Regions from separate parts of the Mus musculus genome. Here all the other regions are linked to region 3. Evidence: chromatin contacts called from public promoter capture Hi-C data. All regions are on one chromosome and are shown on one strand. The core of a region is the stretch at or near the end of the contact, and the rest is flanking DNA. Distances in the headings are between cores, read along the strand shown. Region 1 holds the start of 1700086P04Rik (a long non-coding RNA gene). Region 2 holds the start of Rbbp4 (retinoblastoma binding protein 4, chromatin remodeling factor). Region 3 holds the start of Rps8 (ribosomal protein S8).

What was found. Promoter capture Hi-C pulls out the DNA fragments that hold promoters and counts their contacts.
Region 1: a contact with region 3 is called in a promoter capture Hi-C map of pre-B cells, with 3 times the contacts expected there. The contact joins the promoter of 1700086P04Rik here to the promoter of Rps8 in region 3.
Region 2: a promoter capture Hi-C map of pre-B cells shows a contact between it and region 3, with 2.9 times the contacts expected there. The contact joins the promoter of Rbbp4 here to the promoter of Rps8 in region 3.

The regions. Positions count from the first base shown.
Region 1 is chr4:129,056,456-129,059,448 of GRCm38.p6, forward strand. 1700086P04Rik (a long non-coding RNA gene) reads right to left here and starts at 1,698. Exons shown (of 2, transcript XR_868180.3): 1 at 1,333-1,698. It overlaps Rnf19b (ring finger protein 19B), which reads left to right and starts at 1,689. Exons shown (of 9, transcript NM_029219.2): 1 at 1,689-2,441. The coding sequence starts at 1,816.
Region 2 is chr4:129,333,764-129,336,706 of GRCm38.p6, forward strand. It overlaps Rbbp4 (retinoblastoma binding protein 4, chromatin remodeling factor), which reads right to left and starts at 1,607. Exons shown (of 12, transcript NM_009030.3): 1 at 1,455-1,607; 2 at 734-881. The coding sequence starts at 1,470. It overlaps Zbtb8os (zinc finger and BTB domain containing 8 opposite strand), which reads left to right and starts at 2,205. Exons shown (of 7, transcript NM_025970.4): 1 at 2,205-2,376. The coding sequence starts at 2,280.
Region 3 is chr4:117,154,450-117,157,712 of GRCm38.p6, forward strand. Rps8 (ribosomal protein S8) reads right to left here and starts at 1,683. Exons shown (of 6, transcript NM_009098.2): 1 at 1,609-1,683; 2 at 1,122-1,228; 3 at 559-658; 4 at 189-364. The coding sequence starts at 1,612. Snord55 (small nucleolar RNA, C/D box 55) reads right to left here and starts at 1,399; the gene lies at 1,322-1,399. It overlaps LOC115490046 (a small nucleolar RNA gene), which reads right to left and starts at 840; the gene lies at 737-840. Snord38a (small nucleolar RNA, C/D box 38A) reads right to left here and starts at 125; the gene lies at 67-125.

The DNA.
Region 1 (2,993 bases), core at 448-2,947, about 12 Mb after region 3:
CTTACGGACACAAGCAGAGATGTGCCTTTGTGGTGATTCTAAATCCAACCAAATTGATAGCAAAGAGTAACCATCAAGGCAGGTTTCCACGGGTGGGGAAAATATGTCCTGCGTTAAAGCCATCGAGCTATTTAGAATATTTGTTAACACGACAGACAGAGCCTAGCCGAGTGTCATACAGACCCAGCAAGAGCTGGAGCTGGTGACGTGTTCACGGAAGTGTGTTTTAGCTATCTAGCATTAAACCTCTTTTCTTCTTAAGGAAAACTACCCTTCTGCCCTACACACACACACACACACACACACACACACACACACACACACACACACACAAAGTCCTGGTGTTGTCAATTCCAGCCGTCATATTTTTCTGTCCTTCTCTTTCTTGGGTTCTTGGCAGCATTTGTCACAATTGACGGCTGACCACTTCCTCTTGCAAACAAATTGTCTTGGCATCTATGACATCACACCTGCTTGATCATCTATGACATCATACCTTCTTAGGCCACTAGACCCTGTTCTTAGTTTTCATTACCGGACATTTCTTCCAATGGGCTTCGTTTGCTGTGTTGTTGTAATCTCAAAAGTTTAAAGAGTTGCGGATCTGGTTTTAAGTATTGGCCAGGAAAAAAAAATCAAACAACTTACTATGTTCACATATCTGTTCCTACATTGCACGATCCCCACCCCCATCTCCTTAAGGCATGCTAGACAAGTGAATCACTGTAAGCCTTCACTGCCATTCCTTATTAATAACAAGACACTGTTTTTATCTTTAAAGAAAGATGCATCAAGATGATTGTTTTAACCAATGAGATTCAAGCAAAACTGGGCAGAACTTCCTAAGCAGTCTTCTTAAAATAAGACATTTTTCTTCCCACCGTTTGGAATATGGCAGAATGAGGTGAGCTTAAGACAGAAGCTTGAACTGTCGATCTTCGGACATATTTTTCATGGAAAGAAAATTCTCTATCATAAGCCTCCCTCTCTCATTTCTCTAAGCCAAAATCTAATCCTGACCTGGCTTTGCTGCTGTTGAAGGTATTTGCTTTTCTCATCACCAAGCCTAAGGGTCTTTTGTTAGAGGAACTGGGGAAGGGGGACTGAAAGAAACCATTTCTAGAAGCGAAATTGTTGGGCCTCTTTCTACCAACAGTGACTAACCAGAGTACCTGAGAGATACAGCTTAGGAGTAAGTTCACTAGTTGACAGAAAACAGCAAATGCTAGAATGAAAACTCTGGACTCATTCTTGAAGATAGGGGAGCCTGCCTGTCTTATCTAGAAGTGCGGCTCACTTTGAGGATCTTCAATGAGTGACTATATTCCTTACCACTTAATGGCTAGCATCAACAGAAATGTTGGGCGGTGGATCGGCGGGAATCACTACCAGATCAACGCTCGTCTTCTTTTTACAGACGAAATGAAGGCATCCTCATTGAAAAGAAGACCCCTGACTCCTGGACAAGGAACGGAGGGTGGAGCCTGTGCAAAATATGGCTGCGCCGGACCACCTGACCGCAGAAGGCGGGGCTTCGCCGCAGCCTGCAGGCCCCGCCCTCCAGGCCCCGCCCAGCTCCTCTCGCGGGGCCGCGCGGGTTGTGAGGTGTCTGAGGCCGGCGCCTGCGCAGTTGCCCGCGGCGCGCGGGGCGGAGGCTTTATAACCACTTCGTAGCGGCTGGTCGGCTTCTGTCTCTGGGAGGACTGCCGAGGCGGTGGCGGCGGCGGCGGCGGCCGGGGCGCCGGCTGGGAGGGGGCGCTGAGGCGGGAGCTACGGCGGCGCTGGGCGCCCCTGGCTCCTCAGCCTCTGCGGGCCATGGGCTCCGAGAAGGACTCCGAGTCGCCGCGCTCCACCTCGCTCCATGCGGCCGCCCCCGACCCTAAGTGCCGCAGCGGCGGCCGGCGCCGGCGCCTCACCTTCCACAGCGTCTTCTCCGCCTCGGCCCGCGGCCGCCGCGCCCGGACCAAGCCTCAGGCCGAACCGCCGCCCCCGGCTGCGCCGCCGCCGCCGCCGCCGCCCGCTCCGGCCCCGGTTGAGGCTCAGGCCCCGCCGGTGGAAGCTCTGCCCTCCGAGCCCGCTGCCGAGGCTGAGGCGGAGGCCGTGGCTGCCGGGCCGGAGGAGGACGAGGCGGCGGAGGGCGGCGGCGCGGAGGAGGTGGAGTGCCCGCTGTGCCTGGTGCGCCTGCCGCCCGAGCGGGCCCCGCGCCTCCTCAGCTGCCCGCATCGCTCGTGCCGGGACTGCCTCCGCCACTACCTGCGCCTGGAGATCAGCGAGAGCCGCGTGCCCATCAGCTGCCCCGAGTGCAGCGAGCGGCTCAACCCACACGACATCCGTCTGCTGCTGGCCGACCCGCCGCTCATGCACAAGTACGAAGAGTTCATGCTGCGCCGGTACCTGGCCTCGGACCCCGACTGCCGCTGGTGTCCGGCCCCTGACTGCGGGTGAGCGCGGGGGCGTGGCCGCGGGGGTCGTCCCGGGTGCAACGGGTGTCACACACCTTGAGGGAGGAGAGGATGGTGCCCAGCAGGAGGTAGAGGACGGACGATCACGAGTAACCGACCCTCAGACCAGCCTTGCAACCGGTCTGATGGCACTCAGCACCCTATACCTACTTGCTTGAGGTGGCTTGAGGTGGTGGCTGAGTGCTAAGAGAAGGGAACTGTCCATTAAGTCAGAATATCCGGGTGAGCAGGGGTTTTTTTTGTTTTGTTTTGTTTTCTTTCTCTTTGCCCAGGAAGGGAGAGGTGTGTGTATGTGCGTGTTATCGTAATGATTGAGAAGGAATATTTGTTATAGGAGAGAGAATGAAAATGTCCTACTGAAGGGGCCGCGCTTCCGAGGGGTGTGTCCATATGGCTAGGGGCGCACTTAGCAGCAGCATTGCAGAAGGCGTGTTCTTCCACACAACCGCTGCTGAAAGTTGAGATGCAGATGATGAGAGAAGGCAGCTCACTAACAGCTCTAGGGGCACCCTGGGCACTGCGTGCTGTGCT
Region 2 (2,943 bases), core at 357-2,856, about 12 Mb after region 3:
GTATGCAATTCGCTGTAGGGTCCCAGCCCCCCCCCCTTTCTGTGCTGAGGATCAAAGTCCCCATCAGTAGGTCTCAATCACTAAACATTACAACCCTTCTGCCCCACCTCCCACCAAGCTCTAAAACCTCACACTACTGCTGAAAACACTCGCCCCCACTTCAGTTAGGCAGACCCCAGATTTATCTTGCTATTTATTAACCTTATAAATGACTTGAGAAATCAAATGTTTTGTTGAATAAACTGGACCCAGAATAACTTTTGAAAACGGTCAAGTTTTATATTACATGGCCAACTCCAGTCTTAAGAATGGCTATTCAACTCCATGCTGAGGGAAAAAACAAAAACAGGGCTGGAGAGCTGGCTCAGCGGCTAAGAGCATTGACTGCTCTTCCCAAGGTCCTGAGTTCAAATCCCAGCAACCACATGGTGGCTCACAACAATCTGTAATGGGACCCAATGCCCTCTTCTGGCTTCAGTGTATTCATACAAATAGAGATGACTTAAAAAAAAAAAGTAAAAGAAAAAGAAAAAAAAAAATCAAACAACAACACAACAACAGAGCATGTTTTCTTTGCAGGGTAAATTACAAAATGATCTTCTGTTTTTGACATTATTTCTAGTCGAGGAAAATAAATAGTACTCATAAGCTCTGATAATGTCCCCCCTGAGTGACTGGAGGGCAAAAAAATTAAAATATATGAACTATCAAAAATATTCAAGATTCGCGTCACCTGGTCACATCTGGAAGCCACTGGGCAGTTAAGCTGGGCCACTCCAGGGCATGGGTCATCACCAAATCATAAAGAAAAGGGGTGTTCTTCTTCCATATTTTGTACTCCTCGTTGATCACCCGTTCTTCCACTGCGTCGTCAAAGGCCGCTAAAATGTTTTTAAAAGACAAATCAAGTTAGCGAACGTAAACGGAAAGGGCACAAACCTCTCCAAGCCACCGGCGTAGCGCCCGGATTTTGACAACGAAATGGAGATTCATCTTAATCTCCCAGGTCGCGGGCACCAACGCCACTCTCGGCCGCGGCGGGCCGGAAGTCCTGGGGCCACCCCAGCCGGACACTCCGTTACTCCTTCGGGGGCCGATGGTGTCCAACCCCGAACGAAGCACGGTGGCGCGCGCCAAGTCCGCCAAACCCGGGGAGGAGACCTGCGCATCGAGCCTGGGGATGGAGAGCGGCGCCCCGAGTCTCGGCAGGCAGAGGGACCGGCAGGGAGCCTCGTAGTCGCCTAGGCCGGAGACCTGGCGTCGCCTCGCATCCGCTCCGGAGGAGCTGCTGCGCCGTTAGCCCGCCCCGCCGGGGAGCTCAGTCCTCAGGCCGGCGTCGCTGGGACGAGGCTCGCCAGAGTCGGGCCTGCTCTCCGTCTCAGGCCGCGTAACAGGCCACGACACAGCCCTACAAGCCAGCACCGTCCCTTCCGAGCCGGCCTCGGCACACTCACCTTCCTTGTCAGCCATGGCGGCAGGAGAGCCGGGAGGGGTTGGGGGATCCCGGGGTCGTGCGTTGCAGGAGGGGCGGGGAGGCTACGAGCGCTCCACTCCGCGCGCGCGGCCTCTATTGTTTCCTGCGGCCCGTGCGTAGGGGGCCGGCTCGCGTGCCTTCGCGCCAACACCGACCAATGAGAAAGCGCGGGTCTGAGGGGTGGGCGGAGCATCCGCCTCGCGGCCTATGGAGACGCTCGAGAGTCGTTTTCTCCAGAGTCCCGAGGCGCGCGCGCTCCGCCCCTTCTCTCTCCCCCACCCCCCACCACAGTCCGGAGACTTCCACGGATTGCGCGCGCGCCCCGCCTGCCGGGATGAGGCCCGTGCAGATCACGTGACATACACCCTACACGCTCATGCGCAGCCATCTTCTTAGCAGGCCGTTATGCTGACAACTCCCTCAGGGTAGCGAAAGAATTTGGAAGTGTTTCCGGGTCTGGTTAGCAACTCGGAGGGCCAGACGAGGAGAAAACGCATCACCGTTTAGACTTACAGGTGCCTAATTCAAGGTGGCGTCTTTTAACTGACTCCCTCGGTACTAATAGTGATGAGTGCAGGAAATAAGATGCTGGTCTCTAAAACATGTTATAAAAGCGGCAGGACCGAGCCTGGCAGCCCGGCAGCCCGGCAGCCGCAAGCGGGTATATCCTTCCGCGAGCTTGCAGAATGGAGTCCTGGTCCTTTTAGACCCGCTGCCAAGGGGGTGGGGTGTAGAGCGGAAGTTATGGCGCGGGGCCGAAGTCTGGCTGATGAAGGGCGGAAGTAAGAGTACCAACTCCGCAATCATGGCTCAAGAGGAGGAAGATGTTAGAGATTACAATTTGACGGAGGAACAGAAGGCGACCAAGGACAAGTATCCTCCAGTCAATCGAAAATATGAATGTGAGTAGGTGGCCCACATCTCTTGCATTCGGACAACCTGCGGCTTCCTGCTTCGCCCACTTCTTTGCCCTAAAGGTGCTCTGGCGTGATCACAGTGTGCCCCTCTTTGGACCCAATTTAGGGGGAAAGTGAAGAAAAAGATCACCTTACTAGAGAATGAAGAAACCCGAGGCCGTATCCCCTGCCCCCATCCATTCTAAAAGTCCATGTGTGCCTGAATCACACTTACCTTTGGGGATAGAGTTAAATGGTGTGGCGCTGGTCCAACATTTATCATTGTAAATTATACTTGTGCATTAGTTGTATTTTTAAGTGATTTCTGGGTTGTCCTCGAGTTTCTCCCAGTAGGGAATAGTGTGACCAGGTTAGAGTAATCAAGACATACCTTTTTCTGTGCGTGCGTGCGTGCGTACGTGTGTGTCCACAGCCCAAGATTGGATCTTATTACGTACTGCAACTTTTGCATCACGTTAAATTTTTTTGAAAGATAAAAATTTAGCCGGGGGCTGGTGAGATGACTCAGTGGGTAAGAGCACCCGACTGCTCTTCCGAAGGTCAGGAGTTCAA
Region 3 (3,263 bases), core at 433-2,932:
TGATTTGTCACCAGGAAAGTCACAAGCCTCCTTGAACCCCCCCCCCCCAAGTCGCCATGCTTGCCTTCTTCAGCACTAAAGTGTTCATCTCATTCCTTCAGTAGCAGAACTGGACAGTATTTTCATCACAAGAAGGCAGCACCCATCCCACCCCCAGCCAATCAACCCCTTACAGGAAGACAACGCACCAGCTTGGCCCCCTTCTTGCGGCCCAGGGGCAGTGCATAGTGGGACTCGTACCACTGTCGGTACGGCGTGCTGTCAATAAGCACGATGCAGTTCTTCACCAGGGTCTTGGTGCGGACAAGCTCGTTGTTGGATGCATTGTAGACAACATCAATGATCCTTGTTTTGCGAGTACAACCTGCATACAAAGAGAGATTCACAATCAGGGGCTGGGGCAGTTAATGTTTTTTTATTACTGAAATCTTTTTTTAACATTCTCTAGAAAGCACCTCTCATTGCAGGAGTTAAGAGATCAGAATATGGCAAAGAATTCTCCAACTACCTCAGGATCTTTCAGCAAGAACAAATTCAAATACTTCAACACCTACTTACACTCAGAGCCCCAGGAAAAGTTCCCCACATCCAATCTCAGGGCACGGTACTTCTTATTGCCTCCTCGAACTCGGACTGTGTGTATGCGGCGAGGGCCAATCTAGAGAACACAAGAAGGCCAGAACATGTGTCATCAAAACGAGTGGGGACTGGGAGAGGAACCCGAACCAGACGGAGGTAACAGTCAGTGTAACTATGACAAGTCCTTGCATTGGCAAGTGGTGTACAGGTGGCCAAGACGGCCATAACCACGCCTAAGGATACGTTTTCATCACCCTAGTTACCTCCAGAAAAAGCCAGACCCCCCCTAACACAGGAAGAACCCCAGTAAGGAACACACCAAGCTTGCAGCTCTCCCACTCCTAGGCTCCAGTAGACCCTAAGCTTGGAGATTAGGGTGCACAGACCCTGCACGTGGACACACTTCCATGTCCAGTCGCCAGCACCGAGAAACCTGAGCCTTACAAAGGTGATCACAGCCACTCGTGTTCCCCAGCAAACACGCTCTAGCGCAGGGGAAGGCAGCCTCTCCCAGTCGTCCTCCCCCCGACCCCCGCACGCACCTTCGTGTTGGCAGCGGGCCGTCCCAGCTCATACTTTCGCTTCTTGTGGTAGGGTTTTCGCTTACCCCCGGTCTTGCGGCGCTTGTGCCAGTTGTCCCGAGAGATGCCTGTGTGTGGGAGCGAGGACGCAAGCCTGAGCAACCGGGCCTCGCCGCCGGCCAATCAGCCCGCTCCCGAGCCCCGCGCTGCGCGGGCTGCCCGCACGCTCAGCTCTCCAAGGTTGGCTTCCCCACGACGCAGTCGGGAGTGTGCAGCATACCCAGGTGTCATCATCCGCGTGCGGCCCGGCCCGCGGCAGCCATGTTGGCCCGCTCGCAGCCCGGAGCCCCGGAGGCGGCCGCAGCGATCTCCACAGCCCTAGCCCACCGCAGGCCCTTGCCACGGCTGCCCGTGGCCCATGGTCGGGCCGAGCATGCGTCGGGAGGCAGGATGGAGACGGATGGAGCTCGCTCCCCCGCGGCCCGACCCGGCCCGCAGCAACACTCACCCATCGCTCGGCGCTGGCTGGAAAGAGGAAGCGCAAAGCTTCACGGTCCGGTTTCTAAAACTCAGCCCCGCCTTCTTTACGTCTCTTCCGGTTGCCGGGAAGGACCTGGGGCCGCGGCGAGCCTGGGACGCTGGCACAGGGGAGGGTCCTGCGGCGTGCGAACTCACGCGGACCCCGCCTCAAATCCCTTGACCTTGGGCGGTCTGGAGGGCGGGCTCCTTAAGCTGAGCTATAGGGCACACTTGCCTGCCTGTTGTGCTTACATTTTGTCCTTTAAATTTTTTTTTTTTTTTTTTTTTTTAAACCGGGCGTGGTGGCGCACGCCTTTAATCCCAGCACTCGGGAGACAGAGGCAGGCGAATTTCTGAGTTTGAGGCCAACCTGGTCTACAAAGTGAGTTCTAGGACAGCCAGGGCTATACAGAGAAACCCTTGTAAACTTGTAAAACCAAAAAAGAAAAAAGAGTAAAGGGCCCTAATTGGAAAAGTGAAGTAGTAGAAGCTCCAACGCTCTGTTCACAGGGGGACTTGACCCTGTATATGAACACACAAAATTCATGTGTATCTCTTACATGGCAGCAATTAGCAATCAAAAAGGAAATTAAAAACAGTTTTAGTTCTGGAAAGATTGGTACTGCAAACTGTGCTCAGGGTCTCTTCAAAAGCATCAAGTGCTTAGGTCGACTCACAGTTCCTGAAATTCCAATTCCAAAGTATCTGACAATCTGGTCTGGCCCAGTGGGTCAAACCTGAAATCCAGCACTGAGACAGAGAATTATCACCAGTTGAGGGCTAGCCTGAGCTAAAGAATGAGCTACTGCTCAGTGGGAGGAACAAGCGGCCGGCTGAGGAGAAACTGAGGCACTAGACACCCCTCCAAGTGAAATCAAAGCAGAGGACAGTGGGGCTCCGGCGTCAGACAAGATGAGAGCTCAGTCAGTACATTTTATTTCTTAAACTTAAACGTCGCCTTGAATGTCAGTGAACGTCTACTTTTAAAGGGACCTCTCACCTGACCGATTTCTTTTTGAATTTTAAACTTTAACTTCAAATGTTTTAAATTTTGATTCTGAGGTTTTTACTGCGTGTATCCGATTTTTTTTTTTTAAAGATTTATTTATTTAGTATATGTAAGTACACTGTAGCTGTCTTGAGACACTCCAGAAGAGGGCATCAGATTTCGTTACGGATGTTTGTGAGCCACCATGTGGTTGCTGGGATTTGAACTCCGGACCTTTGGAAGAGCAGTCGGCCCTCTTAACCACTGAGCCATCTCGCCAGCCCCCCCCCCCCCCACGATTTTACAGTTTTGAAGCGATTTTTTTGTTGTGTTTGTTTTTTTGGGGTTTTTTGTTTGTTTGTTTGTTTTGTTTTGTTTTTTTGAGACAGGGTTTCTCTGAATAGCCCTGGCTGTCCTGGAACTCACTTTGTAGACCAGGCTGGCCTCGAACTCAGAAATCTACCTGCCTCTGCCTCCCGAGTGCTGGATTAAAGGCGTGCACCACCACCGCCTGGCTTGAAGAGATTTTTAATTTTGTTTTAATATCATTTAATCATTTTAATATCATTTAAAAGTGTTCTTGAGCCAGGCCTGAAGGCACAAGCTTGTGATTTGCCTTCCAAGTGCTGGGATTAAAGCTGCATTACCACCCAGCT